2 separate regions of the Ovis aries genome follow, and region 2 is linked to region 1. Evidence: chromatin contacts called from public Hi-C data. All regions are on one chromosome and are shown on one strand. Each heading gives the region's core, a stretch centred on a gene start, on an enhancer-like site or on the middle of the called end of the contact. The rest is flanking DNA. Distances are from core to core; before and after follow the strand shown.

Region 1 (7,625 bases), core at 2,402-4,901:
TGCATCTGCTAATCCCAAACTCACAAGCCATCCCTCCCCAGCCCCATGGCAACCGCGAGCCTGTTCTCTATGTCTGTGAGTCTGTTTCTGTTTCCTGGATACATTCATTTGTGTCATATTTTAGATTCCACAAATAAGTAATATTATATGGTACTTGTCTTTCTCTTTCTGACCTTTCTTGGTATGATAATCTCTAGGTCCAGCCACAGTGTTGCAAAGGGAATTATTTCATTCTTTTTTTTATGACTGCTTAGTATTCCATTGTATATATGTATCACATCTTCTTTATCCAGTCAATGGATATTTAGGTTGTTCCCATGTCTTGGCTATTGTGAATAGTGCTGCTATGAACGTAGGGGTGCATGCACCTTTTAGAATTATAGTTTCATCCCTACGACCAAAGCAGCAGCCAATTTAACTGGAATTCCCACTCCCAACAGATGGGCAAATAGCTGTCTCTTTCATGTCATCTACATCTCAACTCCAAAATCACCTATGAAGAAAACTCTTCCCTAACTATGCGTCTTGAAATACCCACTCGTACCTCCCTAACACATATCTTGTCTTTTATTTTAGTCATTTTCCTTATTCATTTATTCATTTGTGCACTTGTTTCTATTCTGTCTCCATTTGATTTTAAAGTCAGTGAGAATGAGAACCTTTGTACCTCTCTATTGAAAGTATGCTCTGTACCTACAATGGGGCACAAAGTAGTTGTTTCCTAAAAATAGAAGGGGACCACTAGAGAACATAGGCAGGGAAAGTCTCTCAGTGGACATGTCTGTTCAGCTGGTGCTTGCATTCTTTTTAGAGAGACTGGGAGAAAGGATGCCTTACTCAGTTTTGCAAGAAGCTCTTCTCTGACTTCTTAGGGTGAAGAGATGACTGGGATTGTGGATAAAGAATTGAACTTAGAAAAGACAAAAGTTCACATATTTTCAAAATTCCATGTTTTTACTAGGTCTTTTAATGTTGTTCCTCGTTATTACTATTCAATATCTTGTAGCAAGAAGGAACTGATTTTGGGAAAAGAATTTTCAGGGGAAAAAAAAAGTCTAGAATGGATGTAAAAAGCATTTACCAGAACACTGCCAGCAGAGGGGGTATAGCTCAGTGGTAGAGCATTTGACTGCAGATCAAGAGGTCCCCGGTTCAAATCCGGGTGCCCCCTTCCCTGATTTTCCATTTTTCACAGTCACAAGTTAACACAAAGTCAGAGGTATGTTCTGAATCCAAAACTTTCTGGAGATTCTCAGAAAATACTCTTAACCAGAGAGATGCCCTAAGAGTCACACAGGAATGACTCCACCGCGACTCACTGGCAAGAAGCCCACTCATCTGTACCCTCGGTAGGTAGAAAGAAGGCTGATACCTTTCCAGTTTGAGATCCTTTAGGACTTACTGGTTTAATGTTAATCATAGTTTCTTTGGAGGGGAAGAAATGGAATGCCTGGGCAGGGCAATATTATTTTGCCTAGTTCATAGTAGTGGCGAAGTCACGGCACAGATTTAAGATGAAAAGTGGACGGCTTTCACCTTCTTTATATTAGCTCAAAGGCAGGGTTTTGGCCTGATAAACCTACAGGTGGAGTTTGAGGCCTAGTGTCCAAGAATGGGGTGAAAAATTAGCTATTTCTCACCTCTGAGCTTTGACCTGCACAGCAGCTCTGCTTAATCACCACGTCCAGCTTCACGACTTGTCTCACAGTGATGCATGCTCAGTCGGGTCCCACTGTTTGCCACCCCAAGCATTGCTCCTCAGCCTCTGGGATTTCCCAGGCAAGAATACTGGAGTGGATTGCCACTTTCTTCTCCAGACAGTAAGGGGAGCCGTGGGGAAAAAAATATTCAAGTAGTATTCCCCTGGGGCCCTGAGGGATGACACAACCAAATTCCAAGTTTAAAATACCACAAATTCCCCCTGACTCAAGAAGCATGCCTCTCCCACTATCCTTTCTTTTTCCTTTTTTTGGGCAAAACCTAGTCGAGAGGGTCGGTCTTGCTCTCTGATCTTTTTCCTTGGACCCAACAGTGATAACAGCCAGTCATGCAGTGGACAGTTATCTGTCCCCATCTTTAGGTTATGAAGCTTAATGGCGTTGTATTATTTGCTCAGTGGTTCTCAAAGTGTGGTCTAGCAGCATCAACACCCCCTGGGAATTTAAGAATGCAAATTCTTGGGGTCCCACTCCAGGCCAAGAGTATCAGAAACTGGTAGTTGGGGGGGGGTTAGTGTTTTAAGGAGCTCCCTATTTAATTCTGACACACACTCAAGTTTGAGAACATTAAGTTTATATCAGTTTATATCAGGACATAACTTTATTTTTGTAAATTAAAATGAGATTTTGGGTCGGCATTGACCATTTCCACATTCTCAAACTGCTTTCACTGTGCTGGTGTTATGAGCAATAAGGAAAGGTGCTTCGGGCACGCGCTTGTCACCGGTAATAAAGAAAGTTGAAGTTGGAGAAAATCTGTGTCTGTGGGTTTTCTTCTCCAGACCCACCCCTACCCAAAATGAAACACCAAGTTGGGGGAATCTTGCCTCCTGAACCAGCGCCTGGAACCGCCTTACACGACTGCGGCTGCCGCAGAAATCCCGGTACCTCCCGCATGGGTCGTGGGGACCTGAAGTTTTTGTACATGATTTGTTCCTGTACCCACCCCCTCCTGCTGCTGAGTACGAAGTCAAACCGAAAGCCTTCCGTTAAGGTTGGAGAATGAGGAAGGAATTTTAAAATAGCTTTTCTCTATTTCTCTAACCTAGGACCCGAGGTTAAAATATGAATCAAAAAGGAAATAATTATACTAGACAAAAATTAGGAAAAAACCGCCGAGGGGGCACCCGGATTTGAACCAGGGACCTCTTGATCTGCAGTCAAATGCTCTACCACTGAGCTATACCCCCACGCCGCGCCTTGGCTTGGATGCGGCTCTTTTGGGTGTTAAGACACTGCTAAAGGTGAACAGTAAGGGTAGGTAAGGAGAAAGAAACGCAAGAGAAAAAGGGATCGAGCGCAAAGCAGAAGCTCGCTGGATTCGGGGAACTACTGGAAAGCTGCACGGCAGAGGCGCGGGGACGCAAGAATTAACCCGGTCTGCGAGGGACTGAGTCCTGCAGGGAGGGACGGGTTCCGCCTTACAAATTGTGGGAGAGGATGTTGCAGGGCATGGCTAACATCTTAGGGGCGGGGCAGGGAGGGTTCCCGTAGATCCGCGGATTTCTCGCCAGGTACCGACGGGTACAAAGGAAATCCCCAAACCTGACGAATCTGGTTGGGTGTTCGAGTGGGTTCGAACCCCACCCTGGGCGGTTGCGAGGGGCTCGCCGGCCCTGCAGCCCAGGTGCCCAGATGTGCCACCGGATCGCCCCCGCCCCGCCTCCAGCGGCGGAAGAGCCCTGGGCAAGGTCGCCTGTTAGCGCCTGGCCTCCGGGCGCATTCCAGGGCCCTTTCTGCTTGCGAGCTCACCTAGGCGCGTACCGCTGGGCGCGCGGTCCTCCCTGGAACCCGCCCCCACGCAGTCCCACGTAGCCTGGAGAGCGCGCCTCGCCGCGCGCGCCCCTGCCCGCGCCCGCGGCGCGTCCCCGCCCCGGTACAGCCCCTCCTCCCCGCTGTGTTTATTAGGGGAAGGAGGGCGGGGGCGGAGGCCAGTTCCCTAGCTCAAGCAGCCGTCGCTGTCGCCTGTGCAGTTGAGGCCGCGGCCGTCTCCCGCCAGCTCGCTCCGGGGAAAGAGAACGCGCGCGAGCTCGGGCGTCCTCGCCCCAGCCTTTCCCGGAGCCATGAATCCTAACTGCGCTCGGTGCAGCAAGATCGTGTACCCCACGGAGAAGGTGAACTGTCTGGATAAGGTGAGACTCGGGACTGGGAGACGCGTCTTTGCAATCCCCGAGCTCCAGATCGGAGGAGGAGAGCGGGGCTGGGTCTCTGCCGCCCCGTTACCGCGATCCCGGGAGGAGGAAAGGTGGGTGGTGTCATGGGGCGTGAGGGACGGACCCCAGTCTGGAAACCAGGAGATCTGGGGCGAGGAAAGGAGTCCACGCGTGGCGGGCAGCCACTACTGGAGAGGAGTGGGCTCGGTGCCCGGGGGTGGAGAAGCCGGGCCCCGGAGTGGGGGTGGGGGGAGTGAGGGAAGGTTAGGGGTGCAGTCCCGCCCCCTAGGGCCGGGAGAGTGAGAGCAGACGGCCGCTCCCTCTCCCCGCCTCGCCGAGCGCCAAGTAGGCGGAAGCGCTGGGCGCTGGGGGAGGGGGCGGCGGGGGGGCGGGGCAGAGGTTGGGGCCCCTGCTAAGCGGTCCGCTCCGGCGGCTACTGGCCCGGCTTCCTGGCTTGGAGACTGGAGGGTGGGGGCCGTCAGCGGGCAAGTGTTGCGTCTGGTGAACTGGCCTTCGGATAAGGACCCGAGCCCCATTGAGAGAGCCCGTTTTTCGGACGACCTGCAGCCCTCTTGGTGGTTCAGCGGTTAATGGGCTAGCCTGAGTCCTCCATAGCTTCCCAGCCCCCACCTCAAATTAGAAGCCAACTCCCAGCGTTGGTCCGCCCAGCCGGACCCGGGTGGGGTCGCTTGCTGGAGTAGGGTGGTGGGGGGTTGCTTCACTGAGATCTCCCGAAATTGTGTTCAGAGGCTGAGTCCACCCTGTAGAACAAAGAGCTAACTTTTCAGAGCAGGTTTCCCCAATGGAGGGTGGGGTTGGCTAAGTTCAGGGGGAGCCAAGAAAAGGGGGGAGATGTTGGGGGAAAGGGAAGGTGGCCTTCTGGAAATTCACTGTCCCCTGGGGGCCCTTAGGCGTCTTCCTCCCCCCCCACCCCCATCATGCTGGACTCGTTCATCTGGTTGCCATTATACTTTTTGAAGGGGGGCGGAGAGTGGAACTGGGTATTTCCTGCAGTTTGGGGTAGGATCCGGACCTCTTTTAATCTAAGATCCTAAGGCAATCCATCTTCCCTCTCATTCCCTCCTCGGTCTGGAGGAGAGGCCTCTAGGATTTTGTCCCCTTCTTCATCATGCCTTTCATTCACCTCCTAAAGCTGCCCCCCTGTCCACACATTCCCTCTTTCCCATCTGGACTGGCCAGGGGTTGGGGGCCCATGGGATGGAAGAGGGTGCAGGGCCCACCTGGAGTCAGATATTTTTTGTGAGGGGGGAAAGGGTCGTTCCTTGGATTCTTTTGTCTTTCCCCTCCTTAGGGTTGGAGCTTCCTCAGTAACCTTTGGCCTCTGAGTCAGGGTGAGGGGGTGGGGTTCCATGGTTCTGAGATCATTTTGATACTGCTCTTGGAGGAACGGGTCATGCGGGGCCGCTGCTGTTTCAGTCTTCTCTCCTGGGCCTGGCTGGGCAGGAGGAGAGAAAGGCCATGTTATGGTGCAGTGAATGTGGGTGCTGACCTTCCCAAAGACCATGCGGGAGGGCAGGACTTGAGCCTGGGGGCAGGAGCTGAGAGCTCTCTGGCCTTGCACACTGGTGTTTCTGCTCTTCCCTGGTGGGAGGGATTTTGGCCTCTGCGTCTTGAGTTCCTTGTGCTCCCCTTCTGCACAGTCATGAACTGGGTAGAGGCAATGGCCACTTTCCACCCACATAAGGCGGAAGCAGTGTCTGCTGGAAGGACACTAGCCTGGGCGTTGGAACACTTGCTCCTAGTTCCAGGTCCGCTCACCACCAGCTCTGTGAATGGCTCCAGGCCTCAGTGTTCAGAGTCTATCAGATGGGTGTGATGATGTCATTTCCTTGAAGGTGGGGAAGTGCACCCGAGTGCCTGTCACAGTGCCTGGAAGGGGATGTGGTATAGGCTGTGCGCCCTCTTCTTTTCTGGGGTACTCTGTCCAGCCCCATACCTGGCTTTCCCTGTAAAGACCTTTGGTGTCTGAGGGGAGGGTGCAGCCCCTTTAAGGCGCCCTCCCCATCTGTTTTCTTCCCCTCTCTGGAAGAGGACATTCAGGTGGTGGGCACCCTGGGAAGTGAGAGTTGGCGGTTCCTCTCTCTTCCTACAGGAGGTTTCCCTGGGGAGATGTCACCCCTGCACTGAGCAGGAGGCCTGGAATATCCAGGTATTAGACTGGTTCCTCCCACCGCCCTCCAGGCAGTAAGGGCAGGCACTTAGAATGGGGACCTGACGCCTGAGGACAGATGTTCAGTCCCATAGACACAATTGCTAACCAGCTTCCCAAGACAACCCATTTACAACAGGAGAGAGTCAAATTAGACTCACCTGTTTCACTGCAATTTCCCTAGGACCCGACATGACCCAGAGCACAAGCTACATTCTTGGTGTTAGCCTTTCCTCCTCCTTGAGCCTTATCTCCCAAAGGCTTAGGTGAGTAAAAGCCACATCACCTCTGATGGCTACCCTACCGTCCACCTGCATTACCCAGCGTGTCCTCATGCTGAATAAATGTGTATGGCTGGCCACGGTGTTTGAGGTCGAGATTTGTTTCCCCAACTTATGGGATTAGAGTTGGGGAAGAAACAGGGTGATGTCGCTCGCTCATTCATTCAATGAACATTAAGCACCTACGTGGTACGGGGCCCTCTTGGCTGCTGCAGGGCCTCTGCGGAGGGAGAGAGGCTGCGTCTCGCAGTGTCCTCTACCTTTTGACAGACTTGGGAGTTTGGTCCTAGATCACACTGGGAGGCACTAACGTGGGGACTCGCTGTGTCCCCTTGGCCTGGCTTGCTTTTGCCGAGCTCCTGAATACAGATGGAGGCATTGAGGAGGGTAGAGGATTGGTGGGCTGAGTCCCCTGGACTCCCCTATTGGGAGGGTTCTCTGCCTCTGGTTGTCTGAAGTACCCTCCCCTCGTCCCCTCACCCCCCAGGTGGCAGCAAGGTAGAAGGAAACGGGACCCAGAAGAGGGGAAAAGGCCTGTAGCCTTGGTGCCTCGTTTCCTAGCTAAGAGCACCCTACAGTCATCCCATGACCATCCCTGCATAGACTCCTTGGAATGTGCCAGGCTGAGTCTTTCCAGGAGCCTCACAGAGCAGATGCGACGGCTCCTGTAAATTATGACCCCCGTAGGCAGAGGCCCAGACAGGTCATGCGGTTCACTCCCCACAGCCTGAGCTGGAATTCAGCTCTAAAGTTCTTGGTGCTCAGCTCTTCTGCCTGTTATGTTTGCAAAAAAGTACTTTAATTTACACTATCTCCCTAATGTGTTTAGTGGGCCCTCCTCTTCCTGACCCTGGCCTGTGGAATGCCCAAGGCCTGAGCTCTTGAACCAGGAATAATACTCCCTGGGAATCTGGGGAGGTGCAGCCATGGTCTCTGCCTTTAAGCCAGCCTCCCAGGTGGCCAGCTGAGCTAGGCTGGTGACCAGGCCAGGGTGGGGCTACCGTTGCCCTTGGAGGAGTGAGAAACTGTAACCCTGGGTGACAGGAAGGGAGGGAGAGGTCTCATTCTCTAGCCCTGAGTCATAGGGCGCCCGGGTGGAGAGGGTGGAGTGGGCAAGATCCCAGGCCGCAGGCACAGCGACCTGGAGTTCACCACATCCCCCACCCCCAGAGCTGTGAGCAGCTTCTCCCCCAGCCTCTACGGTGACTCTGGAGAGAAAAGGCTGACCCCCAACCTCACCCAGGTGCAGGGCATCTTGCTTCTGCTCCCAGCAGCCTCAGTTTGCCTTTCTGTGGAGTGGGTT
Region 2 (7,625 bases), core at 2,850-5,349, 200 kb after region 1:
AATCACTGCTATCTGGGCAACCACAAGCTCTAGGTGCTTGACATAGAGTAGATGCTGGTCAAGCACACACAGGTGACGATGGATGGAAGGAAGGAAGGAAGGCAGGCATGTTTAAATTCTCAGAACTCCTGAGACCCACAGGGCTTAGAAGACCCTTCTCTTGGGGCACAGCCTCCCCAGAAAGCCTCCTTGTTATCACAGCAATAAAAACACAAATTTGGAATCAAATAAGCTTGAGATTGAACCTTGAATCTATCGCTTACTGACTACGACATTGGACAAATCGCACAATCTCTAAGTTTCCTCCTCTAGAAAATGGAAATGATTAAACTTACACTTGGCAAGTCATTGTGAGTCTTTAACAAAACACTGTACACACAGCATCCAGCAGGGTCCTCCTGCCTTTCCTGGGTTTCATATGAGGACCAATTTTCCAAGGGGTTTCTGGAAGGCTCCAGACCCTGAATTGAAATCCTGCCTCTCAGTTACAAAGCCGCCAACCGCACTCTCTTCCCTCCTGCAGGCAGGCAGAGACTCACTGAGGACCCTGATCTGGGGAGCGAGAGGGAGGCATGAGGAAGGGGCAGCGAGGGATGGCCAGAGGCTCAGAGGAAAAGAGGGGAGGAGAGGAGAAAAGAAGAATCTGCCTCTCTGAGTTTCTCTCAAAGGGACAGAATGGGGTCTGTGAGCTCCTCCAATTCATTCACTCACTCAATACACGTTTATTGAGCCCCGTGTTCCAGAAGGGCTTCCCAGGTGGCAAGAGTGGTAAAGAACTCGCCTGCCAATGCACGAGACACAAGTTCAATCCCTGCGTTGGGAAGATGCCCTGGAGGAGGGCATGGCAACCCACTCCCGTATTCTTGCCTGAAGAATCCCATGGACAGAGGAGCCTGGCGAGCCAAGGCCCATAGGGTCACAAAGATTCTGAAGCGACTTGGCACGCACGCACTATGTGCCAGGCACTGTGTGAGTGCTGGGGCAAAAACAGCGAACAGGTAGACACAAGCCCTGTGCCCATGAAGATTCTAGTCGGGAAAGACATAACCAAGATGAGTAATTCAGCCAGTAAGACAATGTGAGATGGTAAGAAGGACTGTGGAGGAAACAGAAGGACGGAAGGGTTGGGGTTGTTTCTGCTCTGGACAGGCTCCTTAGGGAGCCTCTCTCAGAGGTGGCCCTTGAGCCGACTGAGACCCGGATGAAGAGAAGCCAGTTACCTGGCGATCCCAGGGGACAGCAGCCTGAGTGTTTGGGGCAGTTCGAGCAGAGGTGGGGGTGGGGAGAGGCTGTCCAATGGCCACTGGGCGGAGATTGGATTTCAGTCTCCATTTGTTTGAAGATCCCTCCCTGGTGAGCAAGGAGAAGGCTGGAAGCAGAGTCAAGGCTACAAGGGGCCCTAGAGGCAATCTGATCCAAACTTCATTTTATGGATGGAGAATCCAAGGGGCAGAAAAAGGATGAAGCGGCCAGGGTCACCCAGGGTTGGAGATGGGCCTGATCTGCTAGCTCCCAGGACAGGATGCCACCTCCAGTGGCCTTTTCCTTCTCTGTCTGATGTGGGCACTTCCAGTTTCACTCAGCCCAGACCCCAGGGTGCCCCCAGCTCCCACCATGCACCCTAGAATCTTCCTGTCTCCCCATCTGTCTATCTGCCTGTCAGCCTCTGTTGGTCTCCCTCACCACCTGACTGTACCTTTGGGTCACTCATCCATCTTTCTCCTGCTCCTGTTTTAATGACAGATGAAGTTTCAAGGCCAGTTCATCAAGAGGGAGGGGAGATCTCAGCTCCCCCCGAGCCCCGCCCCCTTCCACTCCCCACCCACATCCCCTCTCCCCACACAGCACAGAGGACTTGGAGCCTTGGGGCTGGATGGCAGCACCCACCCCTCATGTCCAGCTCCCAACTGCCCTCTCACCTGTCACCAGGGCTCCACCACCAATCGGAGCAGCCCTTTCCCAGAGGGTCCCACCCCCACATCTGTTCTCCCTAGAAGACAACCCCTGCCTCCAAACAGGGCCCGCTCAAACCCAGTCTGGTCGTGAAAAAAAATAAGCTCGACACAGAGTCAGCAGCGCCCCCGCTGGCTTCCTTCAGTCTCACCAGTCTCCCTGCTGCAGAGAAAGTTCATTTCTCCTGGCTGAATCTGCCAAAGCTGAGGAGACAGGACATCTTCTACTGAGAGATGTGATTCAAATCTCTGCCTGCACCCTCTTTGGCCCCCCAGGGTATCTCCTCTTCCAATCACCTCTGAAGAGGCAGCCCTCAGCTCAGCCTGGCTCTGGCCCCTGCATTGCCCATCCTTGTTTCCTTCCAGTGCCCTCTTCCCCACCCCTTTCCGTGGATCTCCCATCTCAGTCAGATTCAGAGCCATCCCTCATCAATCCAGTCATATCCAGAGTTCAGAAGATCTCATCAGGATGGGTTTGCAAAAGACCTAAAAAATTGACCTGTCCAACCCATTCCTTTTTATATTGACTTAATTTTTGTTTTTTTCTTTTTGCAATTATCTCATACACATCATAACAAATCTGAAAAAGAGAGACAGTCATAAAAAAGATCTCTCATAATCCTATAATCCCACAAAGATTTTGCCCACAGCCTCACTTTATAAGGGAGGAAACAGGCCCAGAGAAGGAAAGTAACTTGTTCAAGGTCACACAGCAAGCAAGATGTTGGAACTAGAAGTCACATCTCTGGCCACTCTCTGTGTGGTCTCTCTGAAAACTGGTGGTTTTGCATCAGCAGCCTCTTGCCACCTAGGCTTCCGCTGCCCTCTGCCCACACTCTCCTTCTCAACAGAAACCCAGGCCTGTCTCAACTATATTCAGGGACCATTAAAGTCAAGAATGCCATCCCTGATGCTGTGCCTGATGCCCACAGACCTCTGAGACACAGCAGCCCAACTACAGCATCCCCCTGGACAAACCCTCCACCTGCTCCATCCCACCCTGGGGGACATCTATGCCTGTGAGGCACGGAACTCTATCTTCCCAGTTCTGTCCAGAGGCTTGACTGCAATCACCCACCTCCCCAACCCCAGAGAATGCCTGCATACAGAAGGAAGAAAGAGGAGAATGCAAAATTACTTGCTGAAAAATGGTTCTCCTTTATAACAGGACAGACTCAAGGTAGATCTCCAAAAGGACTTTCCAGGTGGGAGAATGATTGCAGAGAACTGCTGTGGGGAAGGTAGGACACCCCACCCTCCTAATCTAGAGCCAGAAAAGCTAAAGGCCAAGGGCCGCCAGGGCAGAGTAGAGCCAGAGTGACTGGAGGACCCTAGAGGCTGGGGGTGGGGAAGCAGCAAGTTGCTTCTTTCTGGGCCCAGCGCTGCTCTTCAAGTACCAGAGAGGAGAGGCCGTCAAGCTCCCCACTGCCCTTGCTGGAGGAGAGATGGTGGGTCTCCTCCATCCTCCTGGCTACTGCCACTCAGCCCCCAGACTGGGTCAGCTTGGGAGTGAGGGCAGCGGAGAGAAAAAGGAAACAAAACTGAAGCAAGAGACATCCCAGACTCCGCATCTCATCAGAATTCAGCCTCACCCAGTGTGGCCAGGGGACCCTGTGACTCTCCCACCGTCCTCTTTGGGGCCAGAGCCCAGTGCCTTGTGGATTCCCTCTCTGCTGGGGTCCCTCCAGTGTCCTTCCAGGAGGGAAGGAGAAATCGGGGCATCGGGGTCTGATCCTTCCACCCTCACTCACACACCCTGTGTGTTTAGGAAAGTAGGGGTCCTTGTTCACCTGCCACCGTCCACAGCGCTCCTGGCCTCCCTCGGACACGACCCCCGGCGCCTCTGACATCGCCAGCCTGCCGGTACCTTCCATGCCCACGCCCGCCCACCTGCCCCCTCGACCCACGACCCTGACCCACCCCCACCAACTCTGGCCAGTCCTACCTGCTCCGGGCTGGGGGCTCAGAGCCCGGGCAGCCTCCCTGAGCACCAGCACGAGGAGCCAGAGCTCAGCCCGCATGGTGGAGGCCAGGACCCGCCCCCGGCCCGCAGCTGTCCCGGCCCGGCTCGGGCGGCGCGGTCCCCCGGGCTGGCCGGCGGAGGGGTGGGCGGCGGAGCGGCAGCGGAGCGCGGGGCAGGCAAGCAGTGAGAGCGGCGGAGCGCCAGCGGGCGGCGAGCGAGCCGAGCGGCCTCCCGGAGCGGGGACTGGGGAGGGGGCGGGGCGGGGGGGGGGCGCGGCGCCTCCGGAGCTCGCCCCGAGTCTTCCCCAGCCCTCCCAGCCCTGCCCGAGCGCTCCCCGAGAGCTCCCGCGGCCGCTTCCCAGGCGGGGGGAGAGGGTAGCGGGAGGAGGAAGGGGACAGGGCGGGGAACCCTCGGGCTGGGAGAACCCCCGAAGAGCATCAGCTACCCCTACACCGCACCTTAGCTTCTGCCTGCTTTCCCCTCCTCCACTCCCTGGGGGAAAGCGGTGGAGAGAAGGCTCGAAGGGCCAGATCCCAGGAAGGGACAGTGGGCGCCCCTTCCTCAGACCCTGCGCTCCTACCATCCACACTCGACCCATTTCCACCAGGCTTCCCGACTTTCTGGGCTGTTGCACAGAGTTGTGTAGGGATCTGATGCCCATCCCCACCCCAGGAGTCTCCCCTTGCAGCAGAGGCCTGAATTCCACGCCCTCTTATGGCTTCTCTCCACTTTATCCCACCCCGCAGACATGGGGATGGAGGGGACCTGAATCATCCCTACTTTGAAATAACCTGGACTTCTTCCCACCCCCAGAAAGTAACTGAGGTCACCCTCCTCTTTGGGGACCCCAGACCTCCACAGGGCCCAACTCAGTCAATCTTCAGAGGAGAGCAAGGAAATGTCTCACCCCAACTGCCACCACCTTATAAGCAGGCTCTGGGAATAGATAACTTTTTTTTTTTTTTTTTACCCTACCAGAACAGAATAAAAATACCCTCAATTTAGGAGATTTAATAGATGGCAGGGAATCAGGTCAGGACCCGGAGGTGCCTCTTCCCTCCTCGACCTAATTCGTGCGAAGGCAAGGAGATCCAGCGCTGGATGGAGGGAGAATGAGGGTGAAAGGGACGCCCTGATATATACAGGCTGGGGCCCTAAAGACTAATCTTTCAGAATCCCAGTTCGTTCTTCCTCAGGACCCAGGGTCCCAGAACCGACCTCCTTTAGCCCGACGTCCCCTAATCACTTACAATGGGACAAGGCTAGGCCTGTCTGTAAGTTCTTGTTGTCTCATTTAAATTGCTGTTTTGCCAACTCTCAGGATCAAAAAGGCTGCTGCTTCCAGCTGCGGCTTCTTGCTGCCCTCTAGTGGCCACGTGACGAGCCGCAACGCGTGTGTTTTGCGGTTTTCCTCGATTTTCCAGACCTGCCTACGCGCTTCGCGCTATCTCCGACTCCAGCCAGGCGGGTTCACATCTCCTTGCCCCTACCTTCCGAGAGATCAAGGTGAGAGGACCCAGGACGGAATTTCAGCTCCGGCAATGATCTTTTTGAACAGTCCCCTGTCCGGGATGCCTCGCGCGCGGTCTGTTTTAAAAAGTCTCTTAATAAAGGACTCAGGCTGAAACAGCAACTTGGAAATAATTAGAAGCAAATGACGTGTCAATTTTTTTTTTAATGTAAGCTTCTAGAACTTGAGTGTACATCAGAATCACCTGGAGGGGCTTATAAAACACAGATTTCTGGGAGCCACCCCCAAGTACTATAGTTCTGAGGCCGAGAATCCATATTTCTAACACATTCCCAGCTGGTGGTGCTGTTCTCAGTAACACATTTTGAGAACCTCTGCTCTAAATTTGTTTTGCTGTTTCGCCGTTCCTCATCTCGCCCAAAATAGAAGTGGTGAAATAAATGTCAACACAAAATCGTGGAAGTAGGAAGTTGTAAGAAAAGTGGTGGCTGGGAAAATCTGAATTTGGATCCTTAAAAATGTATACAAGGGGGCACCCGGATTTGAACCGGGGACCTCTTGATCTGCAGTCAAATGCTCTACCACTGAGCTATACCCCCTCTGCTGGTTTTTTGCCTGCGGATGACTTCTTAGTGCTACTCCAGCGCAGGCGCTGTGACTGCGTCCACAAACGGAAGTGGAATCCAGTATTTTCAAGAGACAGAGAGACTATAAATCTCGAGAGACTACTTATCTGAATGCAGAGTTTGTTTCCTGAAACTCTGAACTAAAGAATTCTAATGATGTAAGAAAAAGCAATTTGGGACTGCGGGAGGAGAAGCCCCTCACTTCCCCTAGATTTCTCACTTCCTGGACCTTCCTTTGGGCCTGGGTCCGCCTTTCCTGCCTTGCCAGAGCGCCCCTAGCGATTCTCTTGGCGCCCATCTCTCTCCTACACGCTCACAGACACCTCCAGTCCTTCCTGTCCCAAGCCCAGCCCTTAGAAACTCAGTCTGTCTTCCAACAGACTGAGATCCCGGGCAGCTGAGATCCCGGGACACGTAGATCTGCGTGCGGGGTCTCACGCCTCCACCCTACCATCAAGAGCGCGGGCCTTTGTACAAGCCCCCAAGAGGCTGAGGGCGTGGCTTGGCAGGACCTGGGGCTCCACCCTGATCGCCGGCAAAAGAGGTCCGCAATGTTGAAGGACCCTTCCGCTTTAGCCTGTAAGGGAACTTCAGGAGGAGCACTGCAGGACTAAGAAGCCGGGGAAGGAAAAACAAACTAGACCTTAGAGGGGGCACCCGGATTTGAACCGGGGACCTCTTGATCTGCAGTCAAATGCTCTACCACTGAGCTATACCCCCGTGGTACCAATGTTTCTTGCCAGCTAGGGTGAATTTCTACGGAATAAGGGAATTATTAATTTTCACCTATTGTGTTCTTCTTTGTAGCTAACCTAATGGAAGGAAGACGGCATCTGAATGGAGACATTTAGACTTCCTAAGTTCTTCCCCCTCACCACTCTTCATGGAAACCACCGGGTTAAGAAATCTTGAGCCCACTGTTTCTGTGTCCAGACTCTCACAGGGTTGTGCACTTCCTGACTTTCGAAGAGAACATACCCACTGACCTCAGGACCATCCCAGGTTTTCTGGGGGGTAATAGCACTGCTCCCTGTACAGGACAGGCAGCCTGGGTTTCCATCCTGTTTTCAGCTCTACTTTGATAGGACTCCTGGGCTTTTCCAACCCCTAAAGTCCCCTACTCCCCTCCTTCCCCTAGGCCCAGGCAGAGCCTAGAGTTCTGAGTGCTGGCAAACCTGGTGTTAGTCACCTGGCAGAGGGCTATAGAGCCCAGGACCGAAGGGCCAGTCCCCATAGAGACCCTTGAGGCAGCCCCTTTCCATTTCCTAGGTGGATTTCCCCTGCCGGAGAACTTTGTATGAAACTGAGTCAGTTTTGAGGTGCAGCCGAAGGAGCAGGCAGCAATAAAAGGTGAGCAGTTTTCAATGGCATTTATTATACCTTCATAAAATTCCTACTACAGTATGGGGGAAAAATCACTACAAAAAGACAAGATAAACAAATGCTGTAGGAATCTGGGATGTTGGGAGGAGTGGGATTCACACTGGAAGGACACTGGGAGTGAAGGGGTAGCTTAAAGCTCAAAAGCTGTGGTCAGACCCAGCATCTCAGAGGGAACGGGAAGGTGAGGAAGGAGTGGAACCCCCTGCAGTGTGAGGAACTGTCTCTGGCTG

What was found. A called contact is a pair of places that touch in the nucleus more often than the background predicts.
Region 2: a contact with region 1 is called in a Hi-C map of tail adipose tissue, with 2.3 times the contacts expected there. The contact joins the promoter of PLXDC1 here to the promoter of LASP1 in region 1. A contact is called at or near these places in 7 of 16 Hi-C or Micro-C datasets (blood, hypothalamus, mesenteric adipose tissue and 3 more).

What each region holds. Positions count from the first base shown.
Region 1 is chr11:39,204,744-39,212,368 of ARS-UI_Ramb_v3.0, forward strand. LASP1 (LIM and SH3 protein 1) reads left to right here and starts at 3,652. Exons shown (of 7, transcript XM_004012830.6): 1 at 3,652-3,850. The coding sequence starts at 3,782. TRNAC-GCA (transfer RNA cysteine (anticodon GCA)) reads right to left here and starts at 2,908; the gene lies at 2,837-2,908. It overlaps TRNAC-GCA (transfer RNA cysteine (anticodon GCA)), which reads left to right and starts at 1,100; the gene lies at 1,100-1,171.
Region 2 is chr11:39,402,785-39,410,409 of ARS-UI_Ramb_v3.0, forward strand. PLXDC1 (plexin domain containing 1) reads right to left here and starts at 4,100. Exons shown (of 14, transcript XM_004012833.4): 1 at 3,898-4,100. The coding sequence starts at 3,973. It overlaps TRNAC-GCA (transfer RNA cysteine (anticodon GCA)), which reads right to left and starts at 5,985; the gene lies at 5,914-5,985. TRNAC-GCA (transfer RNA cysteine (anticodon GCA)) reads right to left here and starts at 6,732; the gene lies at 6,661-6,732. It also overlaps a transcript of ARL5C not described here.